Linked DNA regions of Sus scrofa: region 1 is linked to region 2. The links are chromatin contacts, called in public Hi-C maps. All regions are on one chromosome and are shown on one strand. The core of a region is the stretch at or near the end of the contact, and the rest is flanking DNA. Distances in the headings are between cores, read along the strand shown.

Region 1 (6,539 bases), core at 3,646-6,145, 170 kb before region 2:
ATTTGCTTAATATATGTAGGTGCTCCAAAGCTTGGTGTGTATATATTTACAATTATTATACCTTCTTGAAGAATTGATTCCTTTATCATTATATAATGACCTTCTTTGTCTCTTTTACCTTTTTTGTTTAAAGTCTATTTTGTCTGATATAAGTATAGTTCCCCTGCTTTCTTTTGGCTTCTACTTACATGGAATATCTTCTTCATCTCTTCACTTTGAGCCTATGTGTATCCTTAAATCTGCATCTGGTAGGGAGCATATAGTTGGGTGAAACTTTTCTCACTTAAACGTATTGTCAAAAATTCTGTTATACAGACAACTAGAATAGGACAGAGACTGTACTTTCAATGTAAAATTATACATACCCACAATGGAATTGGGCCTGGTTTCTAAGTGTTGAGCTATTCCTGGGCTTAAATTTATAGCAAAGGGTCAAATATCAGAAATTCTAACTTGTCATATAATCCTGTTTCCTCAGTCCAAACTAAGCCAGTTTTGATGAAAAAAAAAGAAAAAAAGAAAAAAAAAAAACCTCTGTAATGTAAGTGTTGATGAAAGAGCAAATACACTTTTTTTTTTTAATAACATGAGATTTAGGAATTAAACATAGCAGGCAGAAGATCATGTAGGAATTTCAAGTGATATTTTACAATGGTTCACTACAGGATATTCTAAGCCTTGGTTTACATAGCATGCTCCTTTATATAGTATTCTTTATTCTTGGGATCCCAGCGAGAGGAGATATTGTATTGATATAGATAATAATCTCTGCTTCCTTCCTATGTGGCCAGGCAGGAAGAGAATAAATAAAAATAAGATCTAACTCAAAGGAGAAGTAGGAAAGAAAGTTTAGAAGAGTAAAGGCCAACATAAAAAAGAAATGTGAAGTAGTGGATATTTTGAGTAGGATAAGCTTACACTATGGATCTCCTAAAAGATCAATACAAGTTGAAAACATGTCTAAATGTTTTAACTGAATTACTAATTTTATGGCTTTTGCAAGGAGATATCTACACATCTTACAAAATATCCAGGGGTCTTCTTGTATTCATTTATCATTTACTCTTAATTATATAATTAGTGGTTGCCTTATTCATTATGCACTTGTGAGGCATATGCCAGAGACTGGGCATTTAAAAGCTATAAAAAAGCAGAGCTCCTGCATATGTGCTGCTTAACATTTGGTTGGAGGGTCCAGATATATACAATGACATGTTTCAGTTAGGATGAAATAGGAGGGGTGTAGAGGGAAAAACAGCAAAATTTCTATTGCTGTTTTTAAAGAAAACTGCCTCCTGGAGAGGGTTGATTCTACTAAATGGGGTACTTCAGTAAGATGAGCACTAGAAAGAGATTGGCCATGAGAGTTTGAGGGTAAAGCTACAAAAAGCTGAACTGCAATAGTTCACAGAAGAAAATACTTTGAGATTCTTAGTTTTATCCCCTTTGGGGGGAAGTAGGTGAAGATGAGGAATAGAAAGGGAGAAGGGAGGAGTCAGTGAGAAAAAGAGGGGCTGGTGTTGGGCCATGAAAGGCCACAAGATGCTCACTATGTCATTTTGAAATTGTTTGGATTCTTATGACTGAAACCCCTCTTTCTCTGATCTTCCTTCCCGTCATGCTGTCTGCAGTAAGCGTGACTCTTCTCAGGAGTGCTGTGTGCAGTGGAGTAGTTTATTGTTATCTGTATGTGTGTGACTACCAAAGAAGGAGCTAAGTTTCATATGATGGGTCCCAGAGAGAGCACCTGGAGAGGAGGAGACTGAGGAGACCTGAGAACCCAAGGGTCAGAGGTGCTCATAGAAATCTTAGAGGACCACAGGCCATGGAATTTTACCTGGCTCTTGGTGGGGGAAAAAGCCACAGCTGACATCTAGTTTCCACAAACAAAAAGGGAGACAACCCACATAATTGCGGTGTGTATGTTTGGAGGCGGTTAGGTAGCTAAAGGGAAATTTTAATCCAAATTTTTAGAAGAAATGGTGTTTTAGGATTGGTTGTAAGATAGCAATTGGGCATTATCGGGCAAGGCCAGTATGCACAAGGAGACATGACACACAGACACACACCCATGATGTATAAATGGCAATATTTTGGCTACAGCTGAACAGTCACTATTTTAACATCCCTTCTTCTTCCAATTTTCAATTCTTCTTCAAATTACTAATGGTTCAATAAAAACAAAGCCCAGACTTTTGGTTTGCAAACTTGTTTTGAACTACAGAATCTTATCTTCAAATAAAATTTTATTGCAACATATAAAACAGAAAAAAAAAATCAGTTGCCCTGGTTAAGAGGATGGAAGTCTTTTTCTTTTGTGCCGCCCACACGCCCATCTCTTAGAATTCTTGGGGCTCCATGGGGCACAGCCTGAAAACCAAAACCCTAGAACAAGAGAAAGGAGACCGTCTCATTGGTCTCCCTTCTTGATTAAATTACACTGACCTTGCCAGAAGAAATTCCATTTAGGAGTTCATGCCGGAAAGTGACAAATATCAATTCTATCTAATATTGGCAAGGGAACAGGGAAGTGGGCACTCTCAACCACTGTTGCTGAGAGTATAGGTTAGTGCAGTCATTTTAAGGACAATTCATCAAAATTTTAAATATATAATGTGTTCCATCAGTTCCACTTCTAGAAATTTTTCCTACGGAAATGCTCATATATCTGCACAAAAGTGTAAGTACAAGGATGCTCATTATTCTTAAGACTATAAAATCAGAAACAACTTAAATAGGGGAATAGTTAAGTATGTTACTTACCTTCATAGAGGTAACATATCTTCATATATGAAGACTTGTCTTCATCCTGTAGATTGTGGGAATCCACTGAAGGTTTTTAAGCAAAGAAGAATATTATTGTCCTGAAAATGAAAGAGGTGTATAGATAGATAAGTAGATAGATTTGGAAGGGTGTCCCTGATACCCTGTAAAGTGAAAATGCAAATTACAAAGAACATAGTTAAGGGAGTTCCCATTGTGGCACAGCAGAAATGAATCTGACTAGTATCCATGAGGATGCGGGTTTGATCCCTGGCCTCGCTCACTGGGTCAGGATCCAGTGTTGCCATGAGCTGTGGTGTGGGTTGCAGACACGGCTCAGATCTGGTGTTGCTGCAGCTGTGGCTGTGGCCAGCAGCTGCAGCTCTGATTCAGCCCCTATCCTGGGAACTTCCATATGCCATGGGTGTGGCCCTAAAAAGCAAAAAACAAAACAAAACAAAACAAGAACATAGTTAACATGCTACATATATATTTTTAAAGTAAGCAGATTAATGGCCCCTACATTCTATAAAAGCTCTGTAAGTGCTTCTGATTATAAAGACAAAGCAAACACACAAACAAAAACTCAAGAAATAAATGGTTAGTCACAGGCATTCGGGTTTACTTCTTGAGAAGGGTAATGGAGGTGAGGGGGTATATATAAATACGTACACACACACACACGCATATATATAGTATAAACGTTTGTGTTATTTGAATTGTTTACAAAAGACATGCATTAATTTTTAATTAAAAATGCAATGAAGACATTGATAAAAACAGCAACATAAAATAATTTGCTTCTTTTAAGACCTGGTACATTTCTTCTTTTCTTTTTTGTCTTTTTAGGGCTGCACCTCCAGCATATGGAAGTTCCCAGGCTAGGGGAACTGGAATTGGAGCTGGAGCTGCCAGCCTACACCACAGCTGCAGCAATGCCAGATCCAAGCCGCATCTGTGACCTAGGCTGGAGCTCAAGGCAACCTGGGATCCTCAGCCCACTGAGCAAGGCAAGGGATTAAACCCGAGTCCTCGTGGATACTAGTCGGGTTCATTACTGCTGATCCATGATGAGAACTCCCATTTCTTCTTTTCTATCAAAAAAATTCAAATAATGTACTTTCCTTCTTACCCTGGCTACCAGCAAATCCAGATTAAACTTTGCAGCATGAACCCAGCAATGACACTGACCTTTAAACCTAGAATATTTACATTTCCTTTTTGCTTTGGTCCTGTTTTTCTACTTCCAGTTAACTTTTCCCCAAAGCTTCCCGGGCTCATTTTTCAAAAGAGATAGGAATAGATTACACAGAAAGAGACAAACTCTGAATCCTTTACTCTGAGCAGCTCACATTTCCTTGTTAGAAACTCTACAGGGCTGAGGAGGGAAGGATTTGATTTACTATTTATACTTTATACTCTGATTATTCTCAAGTGGAATCTGAGGACAAGAATCGGTACTCCTGCAGCTGCATAAAACACTCGGCTCTACTTTGGAGTTTCACTTTGTCTCTGCTCCAAATTTAAGAGCTGCAAGGATAGTCAGGAGGCTCTTGTGGCAAGACTTGTCTTCATCCTGTAGATGGTGGGAAACCACTGAGGGTTTTCAAGCAAAGAACCTGGATTTTCACCTTGTTTGAAAAAAAAAAAAAAAAAAAAAGCTGGCAGAGGAAAAACAGATTGGCTTGGGGAAAGGCAGAGATGCTTTTTAAATATCTGTAGAGTGGTTGGGTGATTGATAGTTAAATGACCAAGGTAGTTTAAAAGCCTATTTATTTGAAGGGACTATGTACCATTTGTCAGTAGCTGGGTTGGTCGGAACAAGGGCTAGTTAGGTCCATATTGTAGGTTCAGTTAGATTCAAAAATGAAAAAAAAAAAAAAATGGAGTATTTGCCATTTGTGCTGCAATCTTTAAGCCAACAAGCCATTTAGTAAGAGGGGGGTGGGCTGCAAACAGCTGAGAGCAAAGACGTCTTTGTGGTCAGAAAAGAAGGGAAGGCATGCTTCTCACTAAGAAGTGAGAAAATTATCCAGATTCTAGTGAAAATTCTTGTCCCCACCCCTGGGAGGCACAGTCGCTCTCCTCTGGCAGTTTTCCTAAGAGTGCGGGATTCTTCCTTCAGTTCATTCTGCCCTCTCTCTCCCCTCCCCAAGGTCCGCCTGGACACATGTGCTGGGAGGCACTGCCTACATCTCGTGAGGGAGTCCACCTGTTTGGGGCTTCTTACTCACAGGAGCAGCCACCCACTCTTCTGGAACAGCAGGAGAGTGCCTTTCCCTGACACCTCCACCCCATCCCCACAGCCAACTCCAATCCCAGGTGTCCTGCTAATGTCCAGCCTTCCCCGAGCCCAGGGCCTCTCCTTAGTGTTTACTTGGCAGCAGGTGGTGGATCCAGAGGAGGGGAAGGACTTCACCGAAGTCAGAGTGCTTTTGTGGGTCAGAGTTTATTGCCTCAGGGGATGAAGCGACTCCCTCAAAGTGTAATTGCGTGAATACAAATACACACAGGCATTTTTTGGGAAAAGTATCAAAGGGATCAAGAACTCAAAAAGTGTTATCAAACTAGGATTGGTATTATGTGTGTATTGTATTTCAAATACATTGGGGCTAGGGGTTAATGGTTAAAATAAACATGCTGAAAAAAAAAAACCTTCAAGTTAAACCTCCCTCCTCCATGCCTGACAAACATGGGGCTACTCAATCCCTTTTCCCTTTTTAAATATAAATCTGAGGAATTCCCATTGTGACTCAGTGGTTAATGAACCTGACTAGTATCTGTGAGGATGTGGGTTCAATCCCTGGCCTTGCTCAGTGGATTAAGGATCCAGCATTGCCATCAGCTGTGGTGTAGGTCACAGATGCCACTTGGATTCCAAGTTGCTGTGGCCGTGGCAGAGGCCGGCAGCTACAGCTCCAATTAGACCTCTATCCTAGGAACCTCCTTGTGCCATGGGTGCACCCCTAAAAACACTATATATATATATAGATAGATAGATAAAAAACTATATATAAATAATAAGTAAATATATGCATATAGAAATTAAAAATACAAATATAAATCTGTAAGGAGTCCCTTTCTCACAGATACCCCCAGGCTTCTAGTAGAGCACTTTTTGTCTTTATTGATGTTTCCCCGTCTTTAATCCTCTTGGGAATATTTACTGTACAGAACAAGCTCTAGTATCGTAGCAGCAGATGAGGAACACAGGGAAGAATGTACGTTTATAGAGCTTAGCCACATGCCAGGCACCTTTTAAACTATGTCTTGGAGTTCCCGTTGTGGCTCAGCAGTAGTGAACCCAGCTAGTATCCATGAGGAATCAGGTTTGATCCCCAGCCTCGCTCAGTGGGTTAAGGATCTGGCATTGCTGCAAGTTGTAGTGTAGGTCACAGATGAGGCTCTGGTCCCGTGTTGCTGTGGCTGTGGTGTATGCCAGCGGATGCAGCATCTATTCAACTCCTAGCCCAGAAACTTCCATATGCTTCAGGTGCGGCCCTAAAAAACAAAAACAAAAAACAGCAACAACAACAACAACAGCAACAAAAACCCCACAACTGTGTCTTTTTAATCCGTATGCCTCCATTTCTCATATGAAGAAACAGAGGCAAAAGAGATCAAATAACTTGCCCAAGTCACAGCACTTGAATATAGATCTCAAAAACTCTTTGAGTCCAAAGTCAATACCTTTTCTATTCCACTAAGAGTTTCCTGAGGAAATTTTTTTTTTTTTATCCTTGGTAAAATTTGCATTTTAATCTTAAAACTTACTT
Region 2 (6,386 bases), core at 78-2,577:
CTGCTTCAGGTGAATTCTCCTGTTCTTTTAACTGGAAATGGTTCCTGAGCTTCTTCATTTCGCTTATACTTTTTTTTTTTTTTTTTTTTTTTTTTTCTGTGAGTTTAGGGAAACCAACTACTGTAGTCTTGGAGGGCTGTTTCTTTGTAAACACGCCCATTTGTGTTTTGTGGGGTTTACTGTATATTTTTGGCTGGGAGTTTGGATATTTGCTACCTCTTTCTTCAGTATGAGCAGGCTGTTATCCTCTTGATAGGTGCTGAGTGTGTTTCCCAGGGAGAAGGAGATAGTAGTAGGGCAAGGAGGCAGTAGTTAGGGCTAGTAGTCAGTGCCTGGTTGCTGGGCTCTTGACAGTAGCACAGACCTGCAGGAAGGTGGTGTAGGATACTCCTAGTTGCAGGGCCCTGGGAAGTAGTAATGAGCCTCAGGCAGACTTAGGCCGTGTCCAGAATATTTGGCAGTGGCATGGCAGAGAGTAACAACAGCTGGTGTTTGGTTAAAGTGCTCTCCTCTGTGGTGCTCTCTGAGGTGATTGGGGCTGTAAGTGGTACCTGTTCATGGACCCTTATTGGTGGTGGGCCATGCCCACCTCTGGAGTCAGAGTAACTGTGGTGGTTTCCCCCTGCCACCTGTGTACCACACAAGAAGCACCCTGTCCCTCTTAGCCCACACAGGAGCTGCTGCACAGGCTGCTCCTAGTTGCAGGGTCCTGGCAAGTGAGAGTGATCAAGCATGTGTGGGTGTTGCACAGAGTGTTTGGCACTGGCAGCAGTGGGGCAGGTCTGTTCCCAGGGGAGTGAGAGCATCAACGGGTGGTGCTCAGTTGCAGTGCCCTGTTTTTGCCGACCTCTGAGTTAACTGAGGCCACAGGTGGAGCCTATTCACAGACCCCTAGTGGTGATGGGCCACATCCCCTTCCCCTTCTGGTTTTTGAGATGACTGCTCTGGTTTGTTCCCATCACCTGCAGATCATGCAAGAGGTGCCATGTCATGCTTAGCCCCTTGCTGTCTTCAACACACACAAGAGGTGCCTGGCCACCCATAGCCCACACAAAAGGTATCTAGTCTCCTGAAGCCTGAGCAAGTGGCCTCTCACCACCAGTAGCCTGCACCAGAGGTGCCCCACCATCTGAGAGCCTATGTGTGCTCAGGGAAAGAGATTCCTATGGCAGTCTGCCCCTCCTCTTCTTGCCCTCCCCAACAACAGTGCCTTGTTTCTCCTATGGGCCCAGACCTCTTCCCAGGTTCTTTCGGCTGTAGCGTTCTGCTCCCCAGCCCATGGCACACTTCTCCTTAGCCCCTCAGCCCATCTGTCTCCACACAGCCAATCCTAGTGCTCTCCCCAGAACTGACCTCTGGAGCCTGAGTCTCAGTGCCCAGTCCCTGCCTGAGCATCTCAGGCTGTGGTGTCCGGGGCAGTGGTGCAGATGATCTGCTCTCACTCTGCTTTGCCCTCCTCAGTCCAGCTGCTTTCCTTTCTCAGCAACTTTGAGGTCCCTCCAACTTGGCTGATCTCTGCTTCGGTTAGGTGGCTTCCCAGGGTGCAGGTTCCTTTTCTCTTTCATAGCTCCCTCTCAGGAGTGCTAGTCTTATCCTGATTTCTTTTCTCTCTCTCTCTCTCTCTTTTTTTTCTTTTGTTCTACCCAGTTATGTGGAGGATTTCCTGCCCTTTTAGGAGGTTTAAGTTCTTCTGCCAGTTTTCAGTAGATGTTCTGTGTGAATTGTTCTACATGTAGATGTGGGTTTTTTTTAATGTGTTTGTGGGAGAAGATGAGCATAACATCTCACACCTCTGCCATTTTGATCAGTTTCTTCTTTTAAAGAATGAATTTGCCTTTGAGTTCTAGATCAGAGACTGATTAAAAAAATATCCTAATAAGATTTTTATTCAAGAGTTCCTGTTGTGTCTCAGTGGGTTAAGAACTTGACTAGTATCTGTGAGGACGTGGGTTTGATCCCTGGCCTTGCTTAGTGGGTCAAGGATCCGGCGTTGCTGTGAGCTGCAGTGTGGGTTGCAGACACAGCTTGGATCTGGCATTGTTGTGGCATAGGCAGCAGTTGTGGACTCCTAGCATGGGACCTTCCATATGCCACAGATACAGTCCTAAAAAGAAAAAAAAAAAGGCACATCATTTTTGCCTCCGTGTGTGTGTGTGTGTGTGTGTGTGTGTGTGTGTGGGTGTGTGGGTGTGTGTGTGTGTGTGAGAGAGAGAGAGAGAGAGAGGGGATAAAGGTTTGTTTACAGTTAGTAATCTGTAGCTACCATGTGATATAGTACTGTCCACGGCCTAAGTTTAATGCTTGAAAAGTTTTATTTGACTAATCATTTTTGTTTTAGGGAGATGGATCTTTTGGATCATTAAATAGGGTCAATGTATTTTTGTAAATTATCAACATTGCATTTCCTGTTCTTTAGATTGAAGCCATTATTTTCATTCTGGTAGGCTCACAGCTGGCAGCCTGGAATAAAAAATCCATACCGTGGTGTTGTGGTATGGCCTGTTCCTGAAAACATTGAAATCACTGTGACACTTTTCAAGGTAAGTTCCATTTTTATAAGTAACAGAAATTATTGTATAATCATGGTTCTAGATGATGGAATATTTCCGTATCTGTTGTCCTGTACATTTGGGTCCAATCTGGTACACTAATATGCACTATTTTTAGAGATACAGCAATTTATAACAATGCAAGGATATCAGGGTGTTTCTTGGTCAATAAAGTCTGAATAAATTTGGGAGTCTTTTTGAATTTATTCTAGTTAAGCTCAAATGGAGTAAAGTACTTTTTCTGTGGAAAGCTGAGGTTTGTGGAATTCTTAGTCCTGAGTTTCATTTTGTTAGCCTTGTTTGACTAATAATATGTTTTTAAATTACCATATGATAAATGTTTTATTGATGTTAATATAAGTTTAAAGGTTATATTTGATAAATATTTACTGATATTAATATTTTATAAATACTGTAGCTTAAAATCAAAATTCTGGTAATAAATTCCAAGTGCAAATCCAAAAACATAGTGTGCCTATACCTGACTCTTTCATATGTATGTTTTTTCTTGAATGTCTTTCGTATTTCTTGAAACATAATAAAATAGTCCTTACACATGACAGTTAAGAACTAAATATTTACTTTCCTAACTCCTTATTTGCTAAAAAAAAAAAAGATGAGGACAAGTATGTCTCAGTTTCAGCCTTCTTGCAAGTGGTGAGATTAGGAAACAAATGTGTTATTTCTTCTTTGAATCATTCCAATTGTGTCAGAGTTAGTTGTGCAGAAGGATAGAATGAAGAAAGACATCTCATTAAGCTGCCTTAATTAACTTAACTAAGGTTTTCTGAAAACCCACTAAAAATCCACCAAATATTTTAGGATATGAAATCTAAGTGGGCAAGTTATATGGCTTAGAGTATGAAAAAGTGTGTTTCAAAAGTAAAAAGGTGGTTTTGATTTTGTAATCCAGTATATTCATTTGTTCTGGAACTACAGCAGGGATCAGTAGAACAAAACAATATGATAAATGTTAATGTACTAACCCACAGATGGGACCCTAATTTTAAATGCTCTGTATTTCATAAATATTCTAGTTTATGAAAGATCCCTAACACTTTATGTGTATTTTGTAGTTTTGGCATTATTATTATTATTGGCATTATAACATTACTTGGTTATGCTTATTGTATATACACTCTACTTGATTGGTTTACCTGGAAGAAATAAGGAATGAGCTTCCAGCTGCTCTTCCTTTTTCTTTTCAGGAAAGATCAGAGCCTCTTACCCTTCAGTCAGCTGATCTAAAAGTCTGTCATTAAACCCCCTTATCCATACCTCTTCTATTAGAATGATATAGTAAACTTGGAGGTTAACAATAAGACCTTCAGAGCACTGTTCCATTTAACTCTCACAGCATCACTAAGGTTCTATAATTATTCCCATTGTACTGATAAAGAAACTGAAACGAAAGAGGAAAGTAACCTGTCCTTTCATACTGTGATGTAGTACTGGGTTTTTGTTTTTTACACTGTATGGCCTATTCTGTAGTGAAAACCATTGAATATAGATTACAATAGCAAAATCTGTGACAAGCTTGAAGGAGACTTTTAAGTAATCTCTAGTGTGTTTTGATTTAGTCTAGTGGTAAAGCAAATAAATGGACATAGTTACACAACTTTGAAAAAAACAATGATAGAGAACAAGGGGTTAGAAAGAGTTGATAAATGGCTGACAGCCATGTATTTGGGGAGAGGATATGCACTAACTGATTCTCAGTGGAAAGTGGGTGTTGAAATGTGTTACTTGGAGGATTAGGAGGTAAGTGTAGTTTTCAAGTACTAATGAGAATGTTCAGCATATCTTGTCACTGAACTTTTGTCTTTTTTTTTTTTTTTTTTGGTCTTTTTGCTGTTTCTTTGGGCCGCTCCTGCGGCATATGGAGGTTCCCAGGCTAGGGGTCCAATCGGAGCTGTAGCCACTGGCCTACGCCAGAGCCACAGCAACGCAGGATCCGAGCCGCGTCTGCAACCCACACCACAGCTCACGGCAACGCCGGATTGTCAACCCACTGAGCAAGGGCAGGGACCGAACCCGCAACCTCATGGTTCCTAGTCAGATTCGTTAACCACTGCGCCATGACGGGAACTCCTGAACTTTTGTCTTTAAGTGTTAGTCTGTAGGGTAAAAAACCCAAATACCCCTTCCTCCCCAGTTTACTATGTAACACATTTCTCTTCATTTGTGCTATGGAGGCAATCTTGTGACCATTTAAAATATTTAAAAAACATTTCCAACCAACATTTTTATCTTCCTGACTCCATATCCTCCCAGAATTCTAATACAAAAAGCAAAAGAGTAAAGTAAAATAAAGCAATTTTACATTCTTCCATGGTAATTTTTCAATCTTGTTTTTGAACAATATTTAGAATATTCAAATGGAAAACTTTTTTTCATATTTCCCCATTTCTTTTACTTATTGAAGCTTCATAATTCACTTAATCTTGAAATTTGCAAATAGGAAAGGATTGCGCTGAACGCTTTTTGTCCTTAGTATATATAGTATTCATAGAGGTGTGTTGATAGGCAAAGTGCTTTTAAAAAAATTTTGTTTTATTTTTCTGTGAATTAATCAGAGAGTAACTTATTTATTTTAACCATTTTTAATTTTATTTATTTGACCATGGCGTTTAGTGACTTGATAAGGCATCAGGGATTGAACCCAGGGCACAGTGGTGAAAGCACTGGGTCTTAACCACTAGACCACCAGGGACCTCCCAGAGATTAACTTTTTTAGCCTGCATGCTTGATTTTGAAATTTGAATTACAATGAAAATAGCTATTTCTAGTAAATGAAAAAAAGTAAGATTTTAGAGTTTTGAGAAGAAATGGTTCTTTAAGCCAATTTCAGTTTTCCCTTTAGTGCAGTGATAAGAAAAGAGACATTAGAGGTAGAAAGGATATAACAAAGACTTAATTGATCTAAACTAGAAGCAATTTTCATTACAAATATTTTTGTTTAGTCACTAATATAATTAGTTAATTATTTAGATATGCCATTTTAACTTGAAAATGAACATTAACATTGCTCCTTTACATCTTTTTTCTTTTCATGTATATATTCATATATATATTCATATATGTGTGTGTGTGTATATATATATATATATATATATTTTTTTTTTTTTTTTTTTTTTTTTTTTTTTTTTTTTTTTTGCCTCTCCTATGGCACATGGAAGTTCCCAAGCCAGGGATTGAACTTGCGCCATAACAGTGATCCGAACTGCTACAGTGGCAATGGCAGATCCTTAACCCGCTGTGCCACAAGAGAATTCCAAATTTCCACACCTGTGGCATGTGGAAGTTCCTGGGCCAGAGATTGAACCCATGCCACAGCAGTGACAATGCTGGATCTTTAACTTGCTGAGCCACTGGGAACTTCCACTCCTTTACATCTTTTTAGTGACATTGCCCTATCAGATATGTCCCTGAGTCCCATTAAAATGATTCCTTTAGGGGTAATACATCATCTTTGTTTCTAAAAAAATTTCATCAGCTTTGAGAATTAATGTCAGATGTAAGGTACTGTTCAATATGTATTAATTTATAAGATATATATTCGTTACTTCATTCTTCAAACATTCCTTTTTTTTTTTTTTTTTTTTTTCTTTTCTTTTCTTTTTAGGGCCACACCCGCAGCATATGGAAGTTCCCAGGCTGAGGGTCAATGGAAGCTGTCACTGCTGGCCTACACCACAGCAACAGCAACTTGGGATCTGAGCCACATCTGCAACCTACACCACAGCTCACGGCAACACTGGATCCTTAACGTACTGAGCAAGGCCAGGGTTTGAACCCATATCCTCATGGATACTAGTCAGATTCGTTTCTGCAGAG

The links. A called contact is a pair of places that touch in the nucleus more often than the background predicts.
Region 1: a contact with region 2 is called in a Hi-C map of liver, with 1.5 times the contacts expected there. A contact is called at or near these places in 9 of 47 Hi-C or Micro-C datasets (embryonic fibroblasts, fibroblasts, heart right ventricle and 4 more).

Annotation. Positions count from the first base shown.
Region 1 is chr3:79,357,022-79,363,560 of Sscrofa11.1, reverse strand. No RefSeq gene overlaps it. Among named protein-coding and RNA genes, the nearest start is that of TMEM17, 55 kb to the left of the region's middle.
Region 2 is chr3:79,182,127-79,188,512 of Sscrofa11.1, reverse strand. It overlaps EHBP1 (EH domain-binding protein 1), which reads left to right. Exons shown (of 25, transcript XM_021087470.1): 4 at 2,445-2,540. Among named protein-coding and RNA genes, the nearest start is that of EHBP1, 77 kb to the left of the region's middle.